Linked DNA regions of Mus musculus: region 2 is linked to region 1. The links are chromatin contacts, called in public HiChIP or PLAC-seq maps. All regions are on one chromosome and are shown on one strand. The core of a region is the stretch at or near the end of the contact, and the rest is flanking DNA. Distances in the headings are between cores, read along the strand shown.

What was found. HiChIP or PLAC-seq counts read pairs in DNA pulled down with a chosen protein or histone mark.
Region 2: a contact with region 1 is called in an H3K4me3 HiChIP or PLAC-seq map of intestinal villus epithelium, with 5 read pairs. The contact joins two enhancer-like sites. A contact is called at or near these places in 5 of 39 promoter capture datasets (the 3T3-L1 cell line, 3T3-L1-derived adipocytes, second pharyngeal arch cranial neural crest and 2 more), 2 of 484 Hi-C or Micro-C datasets (immediate neuronal precursor and liver), 3 of 115 datasets of contacts at active chromatin or transcription factors (bone marrow-derived macrophages, embryonic stem cells and intestinal villus epithelium) and 3 of 9 other capture datasets (adipose tissue, liver and pancreatic islet).

The regions. Positions count from the first base shown.
Region 1 is chr12:31,394,464-31,400,058 of GRCm38.p6, reverse strand. No RefSeq gene overlaps it. Among named protein-coding and RNA genes, the nearest start is that of Slc26a3, 41 kb to the left of the region's middle. Within about 2 kb of position 2,133, at least 9 of the 459 cell types and tissues checked have an H3K27ac peak or open chromatin away from gene starts, as enhancers often do. A contact at or near this core is called in intestinal villus epithelium, where this site is marked.
Region 2 is chr12:31,511,733-31,517,473 of GRCm38.p6, reverse strand. Gm40362 (a long non-coding RNA gene) reads right to left here. Exons shown (of 2, transcript XR_872643.3): 2 at 4,505-4,970. Among named protein-coding and RNA genes, the nearest start is that of Gm40362, 15 kb to the right of the region's middle. Within about 2 kb of position 3,548, at least 36 of the 459 cell types and tissues checked have an H3K27ac peak or open chromatin away from gene starts, as enhancers often do. A contact at or near this core is called in intestinal villus epithelium, where this site is marked.

The DNA of each region.
Region 1 (5,595 bases), core at 884-3,383:
CCCTGACACGTTCTCTATCTCCAATGTGCAGATTACACAAACTCAGCTGCTGAAAGCAGGGTGCATGTGTGGTCTTACAGTTTTTGCATGTCAGAGTTTGACATACCTGGCCGTACTTGATCCAACAGGTTGGTCCTGAAAGAGCTATGTTCCTTCTTGGAGTCTCAGGGCACATCCATTTTTTCCTGCATTTTCCAGCTTCTAGAAGCCCCTACATTTCTTGGTTTGTGGCCCCTTTCATCTTTATAGCCAGCCTCAGTAGGGTGTGTCTTCTTGTCTTTCTAACCCACTCTTTTTTTCCTGTCTTCAATTTAATTGGGCCCTTTTTAACAACTCCACATAATCTAACTTCAATCACTTCTGTCCATTTGTAAAGTTACACACACACTCACACATACACACTCATACACACCCTCACAACACACACACACACACACACACACACACACACACACGCACACTCACACGCACACACTCACACAGACTCACATATACACTCCTATATCTATCTATGTAGTAATCAAAAGACAAGAATGGAAGATAGGCATGGTGGTGTACAGCTGTAATTCCAGCACTTCAAAGACAGAAGCAGGAAGGTTGAAACTAAAGGCCAGCCTGGGCTACATGGTAAGACATGATGTGAGGGAAAGTGGTTAAATACCCATAATTAATTAGTCTTCTGCTCAACAACTTTTACTAGAAAAAATGTTCGAATAAGGGAAATTGTATTATATTTCCAATCTAATCCAATCATAGAAACACTTGACATATTCACTAAAAAATAATGATTGAAAGGCAAAGTAATTGGTCACTTAAGCTATGCAAAACTTAATGTGAGTTAATTTGTTTCCTGTCCCTCTTCCCTTAGGAAGACAGAAACAACGGTCATGAAGTATCCTGTCATGCCTCAGGCTGAGACATATTTATTCTCTTGTTGGTAGCGTTTCTGCACACACCTCTCTCTCTCCACACAGCTCTCTCTCTGTACAACCTTATGCTACGTGCTTAACAGTGTGAAACAAATTGTGGGACATTCCATTGGTGTTATGTGTGAGACGTCTTGGACAGCCACTGTTAGAGAATGCCAATCCCTAGCTGCCCAAATGAGAGGAGACTCCAGGAGTATGAACGACACTCATTAACAGCAGACAACACATTAGGTTGCCTTTCGCTGTGACCTTGGTAGCCAAGCAGGAGTTGCATCTTCTAGATCGTCACAGCAACTGCTCACAGACAAACAAGAGGGGGAAAGAAGTAAGGTGCTGGCTCTGGGAAGGGCAGGCTGGCGACACAAACTCATGAAGTAATCTCACATCGGAACCAAACCAGTATTTGAAACCTGTATTTTTTTCTTTCCTCTCGGGCCATTTCTATAGGCTGAAGAATAATATTAAAGGTTTTGTTGCCTGATCCTTCCTCTAGTCTGTACCTTGGGTGATTTTTTTTCTAAGAATTAAATTTAAATTTATGTTTTCCTGACGCCTCGTGCACTGATAAACCTGCATCTGCATTCTGGCTGGCTAGAGAGGAGTTGTTTTCTGTAGTTAAAGAAGTGAGTGAACAGTTGAAGTGAAATGAATATTATCAGGAATGCATGCTGCTCCTCGTTCACCTGCACACTGCTGTCCTGTAGGGCAGATCTGTCTTCAACCTTGCCCACAATGCCTGTGGATTATAACCATCTGACTTCTATAACCCCTCGCATTGCATTACTGTAGATAAATACAACTTTATTCTGTTTCCATGTAAAGCTAAACCTGGACTGACCTGATAAAAGTGCTTCTCACTCACAGGTCTATGTGACCCTCAGGCCTTCCACAGATAGTCCCCAGACCATGACACTCCATGCTTGGCGAGATGTTGCCCTGGAGGATGTGACCATGCTCATATTGAACATCACTGAGCCTGGAAAGATGCTGCACTAAGGACAGTTCAGTTGGATCCCAGTCTTTCCTCCCTGAGATTTCCACCCTAAGCTTATCCCAGAATTGAGCCTTATTCCAGTTGATGACTAACAAGAAGTCCTCATGTGGAAGGACATTCCCATCGGAAGTCACCTCCAAGGAAATGGAATATGTAACTTTGTCACCTTTCAGTCACTTCCCTCCAACTTCTGCCTGACCTCTCCAATGTGGGCAGGGCAGTGGAACAGGTGTGGATCCAATGGACTTTGACGTGGGGTGAGGTTTACGCTCAGAGATTCAGCTATTACTCATTTAATTGATGTTAAACTGGAACTAAGGCTTCAAAGAATGGGAGGGGGAAGATGTTGAGGAGGAAAGAGTCTAAGGATGCACCTCAAGATAACAGAGATGCAGCCCACTCCTCCACCCCCACCCCCGAGTCTGTGGCCCTGATGTTAAATATGTTCTGCTTACAGTTTTGGAGTCATTAGTGGATTCATACATGTGTTCTTCTAACTGATGCTTTGGGGTACCAACTTAGTAAGATCAGATCAAGGATGAAACTTCCCTGGAAGCTTACATGATAGAGACAGGTGGAGGATAAATAGGTGAGTATGGCAAAAGGATACAAGTAGAAGATGGAGAAACTTCTGCTGAATGTCAAGAAGAAGCTAATTACGCTAAGTGACAGCTGAGCAAATTCTAGAGACAGGAAAGAGCAAATACAAACAAACAAATAAAAAAAAAACTTGGTTTATAGAAAAAAAGTCAGAAAAAAAAGTCAGTGGATAAGACCCTTTATTCCTGAAATTCAATTCTATTTTGTTTATATTATATATGGAAGGTTTTCCCATATTCCCTGATTCTGAGTGTGCCCTTGCAGAGACACTAAGTAGCTCTCCATTGCTATGAACACTGTCCATAGCATTTCCATTGTGGCCAGCACAAACCACTCATGAAACAATGCCTCTCGGTCTTCCCTTCCCCGCCATCAGCTGCTGATAATCGCCATGTGACTTTGAGTTTCCAGAAACGGGACCGCTCTGAGGAGCTGGGGCCATACGGACTGGTATTTTGGGTCTGCCTTACTATTTTTTTTAGCATGATGTTTTGTAGGTTCACCAGTGTGGTTTACTAGACCAGTCCCCAAATAAACACTGGGCCAGCAAGCCCTCCTGTTTCCACCTCCCAGTGTTGATATTGTAGGCAAGGGCTCCCACAACCAGCAATTAACGTGGGTGCCTTAGATATAAATTAAGGCCCTTCCTTATGTTTGTCCACTTTAATGAATGAGCCATCATACAGCCCCAAATAAACATTTTTTAAAAAATAATAATTTCACAATATGAACAGATGTTCAGAGACTACCTCATCTCTAAATGGCTCCAGTGCACGTTGCTCAGGCTCAACCAAAGTGTTTCAAAGTGAAACGATGACTCTTATGCTGGTGGGACAGAAAAAGAAAGAAAGAAAAAGAAAAAAAAAAAAAAGGTCGGGGTAGGGAGACTCTGGTCATGTGGCTGTGACAGTGTCTACTAAACTGCGACTGTATAAATATGCCATCAGCTGAGTTCTCCCAGGGTCATTGAACTGTGTGTTGACAGGACAGAGATTGCCATAAGCCCACTCTGTCCTCCACCCAAAGGATGAGAGGCATGGATTACAATGCACACGTCTGTCTACCCATGCTTGTGGTTGGCTTTTAGAGCTGCCCCTCTGATATTTTTCCAGTGAATGTGGTTATCTACATAGGAACCAGGTGATTCGTTGGTGTTGCATTGTGAAAGCTCAGCTAGCTTTATTGGCTGAGTAGTCCAAGAGATGAAGGCACGAAGAACTCTACTCAGTGTCTTAAAATCCTTTAAAATTCTTAAGAGTGTCAACCTTGGGAGAAAGATATAGTAATGTAGCTACCCAAAGTATTTTCATTGTAAGCTTCTATGAGAGCTCACAAATGAATTCATTTCCAAGAGGCTTAATCGCCCTACCCCAACACAACCTCACCACAGGCACCCTTGCTGCCCAGAGCTGATAAGAATCACCCACACTTACTGCAGTGCTATTATCTGTCATAGGCTGTTCTGACCATCAGCAATGTGGCAAAAGGCCTGGTGGGCAGAGGCAGAGGTGTCCACTGAAGTATGTCATTGGGTTGGTGGGGTGCCCATCCTAGGCCTGTGCTTATCAATCTGGTACCTCCAGACATCAGCTCCTCTTGAATTAGGGAACTGGGACAGTTTTACAGTGAATGCTGTGGTGGTTTGTTCTGTGGGCAGGGATAGTGGGAAATGTAGGAGACTGGAGTTGAGTTAGAAGGAGAAGCTGGTCTAAGTGAATTATTTAGTTCTTTCTTCCTAACCTCCGTGAAGGCAGAGATGTACTTTCTCCTTTGTCCTTTCTCCCTTGCGCCACAGGCAGCAGTATTCGTGGCTGTGGCTGCTCCAGGACCTGACTAGTGTTGCTTTCACTACACGGGATCTATTCTCATGGTTTCTTGGAACCAAAGAGCCAGAGAACTTAACATGGCTGAAAACTTCCTTGCTGTTTCTAAAGACTCCATCAGACCACCAGCTCTGCATTCACCAGCAGGGCACCATACCTTCACAAGGCTTCGTGACATCTACCAAAACATCTTATATGGCACTCTCTTCTCCTATGGGTTTGGATTCTAAAAGGATATCTACTTTTAAAAGTTTGTCTCTTGGGACTGGAGAGATGACTCAGAGGTTAAGAGCACTGACTGCTCTTCCAGAGGTCCTGAGTTCAATTCCCAGAAACCACATGGTGGCTCACAACCACCTATAACGGGATCCGGTGCCCTATTCTGGTGTGTCTGAAGATAGCAACAGTGTACTCATATACATACATACATACATACATACATACATACATACATACATACATCTTTTTTAAAGAAAAGTTTTGTCTCTGTAGTGTAGCACAATGCTCATATAACTGTGAAGATAGAATCCTAGCTAAGAGTTTAGTTGTGTTGGAACAAAGACAATGTCAGTGCTCCTGGCCGGCTCCTTTCCACATGTTTGTGTCTTTATTTTCCTCAGATATAAGAATTTATAGCTTAGAACTGACTTTGTAAAAGTGGTAGTACAGGAAAGATGGCTCTGACTTAAGACACAGAAATGTGGAATGGAAAATGAAGACTGCCAAAAGGAGGCCCAAACCACATCAACACCCCATTCCGGAGAGAAGGTAGTCTCTGGTAATACGTTTCAGAGATCTGATCTTGTCAGTGCCTGTTTTTCTGCCATTTTCCTTCCTGCTACACCCAAAGCAAAAGACTTGTAGTCTCTGCCTTCTTTCTATGAGGGAGGACACGCCTTGCCTTGTAAGCCTTGCTAGGGGACTATACTGTTCTGTACAGAAGTTGAAGAGATGTAATGTAGTCCTCAATTTGCCAGCTAAGATGTGGACAAGATCTCGGCTTGAGACTTCAGCTCCAGGAGCTTGGGTACCAAACTGGGAAGTACTGATTACCAAGAAGCAGCTCAGAGAAACGCCCCTTTTGGTCCTGGCAGGGAAAAGGGAGAATAGCAGTCTATGATATCATTTCATCATCAGCACCCTCACATACTGATAATGTTTTCTTGGATGGAGCACTCCAGCTTTCCCAGAAATGCTGCGGCCGCTTACCATTCCCTCCACACCATCTCTGTGTGTTAAAATGCTCAGA
Region 2 (5,741 bases), core at 2,299-4,798, 120 kb before region 1:
ACCATACCTACTAAAACCTGTTTTATTTGAAAGAAATAATTATAACTACTATTTCATCTTCCCCTTATCTTTTGTATTGTCTTATTTGATTGTTAGAGTCCCGAGGAGTCATCTGTCTCTGCATCAGCAGCCATTCACTGCTTCTCCTGTTATTTAGTGTTCTACTTTTCAAATATTAAGCCACTCAACTGGTTTTGGTTATTTATGCTGTTTGTAATTTTAGTTTTCATGAATAGTGCAGTGCTGTACTATGAACATTCCTATGAGTTATCGATCCATGTTTCAGAAATATTGGGGTGCTGCTCTTTTGGGGAATTAGGTCTCCAAATGACAGTCAATAAAAGTTAAGTTACTCTGCATCTGTGTCAGGCAAGAACAGGACACGCTTACCATGAAAAATACATATAAACATTAGAGTCCCAGGCACTTTTAGTTTAATTATATAAATTTCACCCTCCAGCAAGCCGCATAATGATAATGATAAGTGTCGAGAAAGAACGGGAGAGGCAGAAATAGCTATAGTTAGGGAAGAAAGTCAGAGGAAACCGAAGAGATGGTTAGAAAGTGGCGGAGCCACAATGGAGAGAATGGCACTGATGGAGGGAAGTGACCGGGAACCAACAGGCATGTGCAAAGGGAGAAGCTAAAGGGCAAATAGAAGAAGATAATGATGAGGATGCAGAAAGAACTGCTGGGAGCATGAGGAGAAGACAACTCAAAGCAGAGGACTGATCTCATGCAGATTCTTTTGAACTCACAGATACAAGCAAGAGCCTCTCTTGTTCCACACAATGACATCTCCTGAGTTCTTGGGCCTCCTTCCTTGGCCCCGTGTCTTCTTACTGTAAGAGTCATCATCTTCTGGTATGAATTATAATTCACATATACTGTTTATTTTCTCCTTTCTCTTTCCCATACTAGATATAAAGCCTGCCATATGACAGAGGCCTTTATTTTGTTCATGAACACATTTCAAGCACCCAGAAGCATGAGTGCCAATACACACTAGCTATCCAATGCGTATGTCTAGATGACAGAGGTAAGTAGCAGTTAGTGACATTGGCTAAGGTTAACATGGGTAAGATAATGGCAGCTTTTTAAGACAGTGTTTTCTGAACCTCCAGAACTATAGCTAAGTTCTACCACAACTCAACTGCTTGCTTATCTGGCTTTTCAAGAAAAGGGCTAGAGACTGGCTTTGATGCTAAGCTAAGAGAGCATTCCTCCTGTTGTAGTAACTGAAGACCTCAGCCTCTGTAGCAACTGAGGTAACCTGTTTTATCCATCTCTTCAAGAGTACTGTTGAGCTGGGCGATGGTGGCACACGCCTTTAATCCCAGCAGTCAGGAGGCAGAGGCAGGCAGATTTCTGAGTTCGAGGCCAGCCTGGTCTACAAAGTGAGTTGCCGGACAGCCAGGGCTACACAGAGAAACCCTGTCTCGAAAAACCAAAAAAACAGTACTGTTGACCTTACTGTTTCTGTATAAGATCTTGTAGTTTAAAACCAGTCACAATGTATTGTTGAAGATGAACTGTTCTGATACTCTGAGCTTCTTTTACCTTCATGTAAAACATTTATATTGAAATGATCATGCTTTCACAGGAATTTTTGAAGAAACAGTAAGGTTCTCAAGCACCCATCATCTAGTCTCCCCAGATGTGAGCTATAACTATAACTATAGTACATTGGCACTAATACAGAGTACCAAGCTCATTCACATTTCATCATAGCTGCAATTACATGTTCATGTGTCCATACAGCTCTACACAATCTTATCTCATGTACAGATACAACCACCAACATCAAGTTTAATTATCCCACAAGCACAAGACTCCATCTGAGGATCAATCCCTTAATGGCTGCTTTTTGTCAACTTGACACAAACTAGAGTGACCTGGAAGGAATTGATGGGGAACTCAGTTGAGGAAACGCCTCCACCAGATGGGCTATGTGCTTTAAAAAAAAAAAATTATTGATTGTTGTGGGTGGTGACATTCCTAGGCAGGTGGTCCTTGGAGGTACAAGAAAGGTAGCCTGGAAACAAACAAGCAACAGTCCTTCATGCCTCCAGGGTCCCTGTGCTCCTGTCCTGGCTGATAGACTGTTAAATGGAAGTACAAACAAAATAGTCCCTTTTCTCCCCAAGGGGTTTTCCGTCTGTTTTATCACAGCATCAGAAAGGAGACCAGTGCAGTCCCTTTGAAAAGATACTCTAGAGTCAGGTAACCCTTGCTGCGTTACATCACCCTTAGACTTCTGGCTGAACAAGGACTTTGGGAGTTGAAAGGTCACACATGATATTAAACTTCAGTTATCATGAACACTTAGTCTTGTTTGCATTGACCTTCAGGGAGTCTCCTCGGAGAAAACACCTTTCTTCTGCTGCTTCATTTCTACCTAGTACCATCCCATGCATAAGAAGCTCTAGACCACAAGGCAGGACATCTACAGGGCTCTTTAGATGTGAAAGAATATTATGAATCGTTAGCCAACCAGCCTAACCATGAGGCTAGCCTTTGTTGTAGGTGACCAGTGAGGCTGGCCTTTGTTGTAGGTGACCAGTGAGGCTGGCCTTTGTTGTTGAACGTCTTCACCATAAGAGCAGTCTTTGTTAGGACAGCTTGACCACTTGTAACCACTGGGGGTTGGGTGTTGCCTGTTGATCCTTTCACATAGAGGCGGGTAGGGAAGATTAGTGAGCCCTCACCTGAGATTTTCTTCCCTTCCTCCTGATCCTCTCTGCATTCTGCACTTGATTGCAAGTAGCCCTGATTGTGTGAGGTGTTAGGAGTATAAATCATGGAAGGTTACCTGGAGTTGAGTGTGGGGTGCTCCTACATTCCAAGCTACCCCAAATATAAAGGTGAATCCAGATGGACTAGTCAACCACTGTTTGAAGGGACTATCCCTTGGGAAGATGGATCCACCTAGTTTGAAAGCTAGAGACATGGGAGGAATAATAATCCTTTTAATGAGCTAGTGTTTTTGTTTGTTTGTATGTTTTTGAGATAGTTACTTTTCTTTCACAGAAATTCTGTACCTAGTATATTGCTTATGGAGCCATGGCCTTGTCAAGCATATCTGCTTTCTAACACTTATTCTGGGACGTGTAGCTCTTCTTCTTTTTCTTTTCCTGAGCATGACACTGTAGGCTTCCTTCCCTTTTCTCTGAAGATCCCCCCCATCTTTCATCAGGTGTCTTCTGACTGCCATGTAGCTTGACCTGCATTACTGACTCATTACTAATTACCTCATTACTAATTCACATTGCATAGTTTTCTCTCTTTCCTCCTCTAGACAGCCACTGAGGTTTAAGCTTGCCGGCCTCAGGTTTTTTTCTTTTTAAACTCTAGTCAAACTGTCCTCAAGCTTTCCCCGAGTCAGTTCTTGTGTTCTTTGATGAACAAGACTGAGAATCCTGGAGCGGATCTCAACACCTCTGGTAGCATGTGGCACTCCCACATTTCTGGTTAGAGTAGGAAAGGTCTGGACACAGTCAGGACTTCTGTGAGTCCACGGCCTTTGTCTGTAAGCTCTCCGCTGACTCAGGGAAGGAAGTGGTGAGAAAGGCTGGAAGGTGGACAGGAGCCAGATAATGAAGGGCCTCACACACTGCATTAAGGAGCTTGGATTTTAATCTCATCTGGTAAGAGATAAAGGCAAAGTGGTGGCTTACATTACCTGGCTAATCCAATCAGCTGACCTAGGTACCTAGAAATAGATTCAGAGGAAATTAAAGTAGAGATGAATGAAGCTTTTGTTTTTGTTTCTTTTTTTTTTCTCCCAAGGAGAGAGTAAGAGATGAAAGAAGACATAGTAGCTTTTGTGATTTAGAAATAAAAGCCAGTCCCATTGATGTGATTGTTTCCATAGTTTATTCTTTCAGGATTTAGTATTGTATATAATTATATGAAGTCTTACTCTAATAATCAAGAGAAAGAAATATGTGCTATTTAAAAACATGGGAGAGAGAGTAGATACTGAGTTAAATCATAGTTACTCTTCCCTTATAAATATGTGTGCACTTGGAATTTACTGACTTTTGTGGTTTTACTTGCTCATAAAAAAAGGAACATTCAGTCTCTAAAACAAAGAAGAGATTGCTTAATATTTTTGTTTAAACCAGTTATTAAATGTCTGTGGCAAAAGAACAAGCTTTAGTAAATGAGGGCTCTATGTTTCTGCCACCTCCTCCCAAGGAATTAAAGCGCTTGGAACTTGGGGAGTGTGGTGCCTCAGCTCTCCTCCACACTGGGTGACTGGCCTATCCAGACTGCTAGTCTCCTCATCCCAGGAAGCTAAAGGGCTACTAGGAGAGATGTGGAGATCCACGTCCTTTGCTTCGTCAGCTTCCGGACCCTTAAGCTGAGGCACTAGGCCCTCCGTCAGCTCCTCCTCAGTCACATATTCAGCAATCCTTTACCTGGTACCTGTTTTATAACTGGCACAGAGGCTATGGACTGGGCATCTGCGGAACCGTAAACAAAACAGATACACTCTCCGTTCTAATGAAATTTATACTTTAATGTGGGAAATGATTAACAGAGAAGCAAACATACTAAGAAAAGCAATCATCCTTCCGTATCCACAGAGATCGGCCTAGGAACTACAGGTGTGCACCGCCACGCCCCGCAGCCTGGACTTTACATCGTCTCTGTATTAATGACAGTACCCAACACAGTGGACAGGTTGTGAGATTAATTACACTGCATTTTTAAGGAAAACTGATAAGTCTGTGGGTTGAATACATATACAACTTTTTTCAAACATTAAGGCTTTTTAATTGACATAATTGTACATGTTTACAAGGTACTGTATATTTTAATATATGTAAACAACATATTGATCAGATCATGGCAAATGGTGTTTCTTCCTGTAGAAAACATTCACTTTCCTCCCTGGACAGGCTGGGGCTTAGCTCAGTAGTCAATGCTTTGCATATACAAGGCCCTGGGTTCAATTTCCAGCACTGTAAAGAAACAAAACAAAAATATTCCCCTTGAGATAATATAATAAATTAATTGCTATCAATGATACTACCATGCAATGCAAAAAATTCAACTATTTATACCTGTGGCTGCAGAAGCCAAGGCCCTGCAGGTCAGACTAGTTACTGTGGAAGTGCCTTAGATGGGAGATATTTGGCAGAGATACAAAGTATCAGAGGAGAGACTAACAGGGAGAATCAGCACACACAGCCCCGGGCAGGTTTTAAGCAGAACCACCAGCATGGACTTTGAAGGCATGACATAATGCAGTTTGCTGCAGGGGGTATTGTCTCGAACCCGAGTGTAGCAAGAGACAAGGAAGTCAAGAAGGTTGCCAGAGTATGGCCTACAACATCTAAAAGCATACTTTTCAAGACAGGGTTTCTCTGTGTAGCCCTGGCTGTCTTGGAACTCACTCTGTAGACTAGGCTGGTCTTGAACTCAGAGATCCACCAGCCTCTGCCTCCTGAGTGCTGGGATTAAAATTGAACACCACCACACCCAGCTATAGGGAGCATTTTAAACAGAAAAAAATATAATCAGCTATCCTGCTTGTTTGTCTGTTTATGGTTGTTTGTTTGTTTGTTTGTTTTTGCAACAGGGTTTCTCGGTGTAGCCTTGGCATTCACTCTATAGACCAGGCTGGCCTTGAACTCGAGATCCTTCGGAGTGGTGGGGTCATCAAACCCCGCCAGATTTACATTTCTAAAAAGGGTTTTCTGAGAAGTGCAGGTTGGTTTATTTTTATGTGC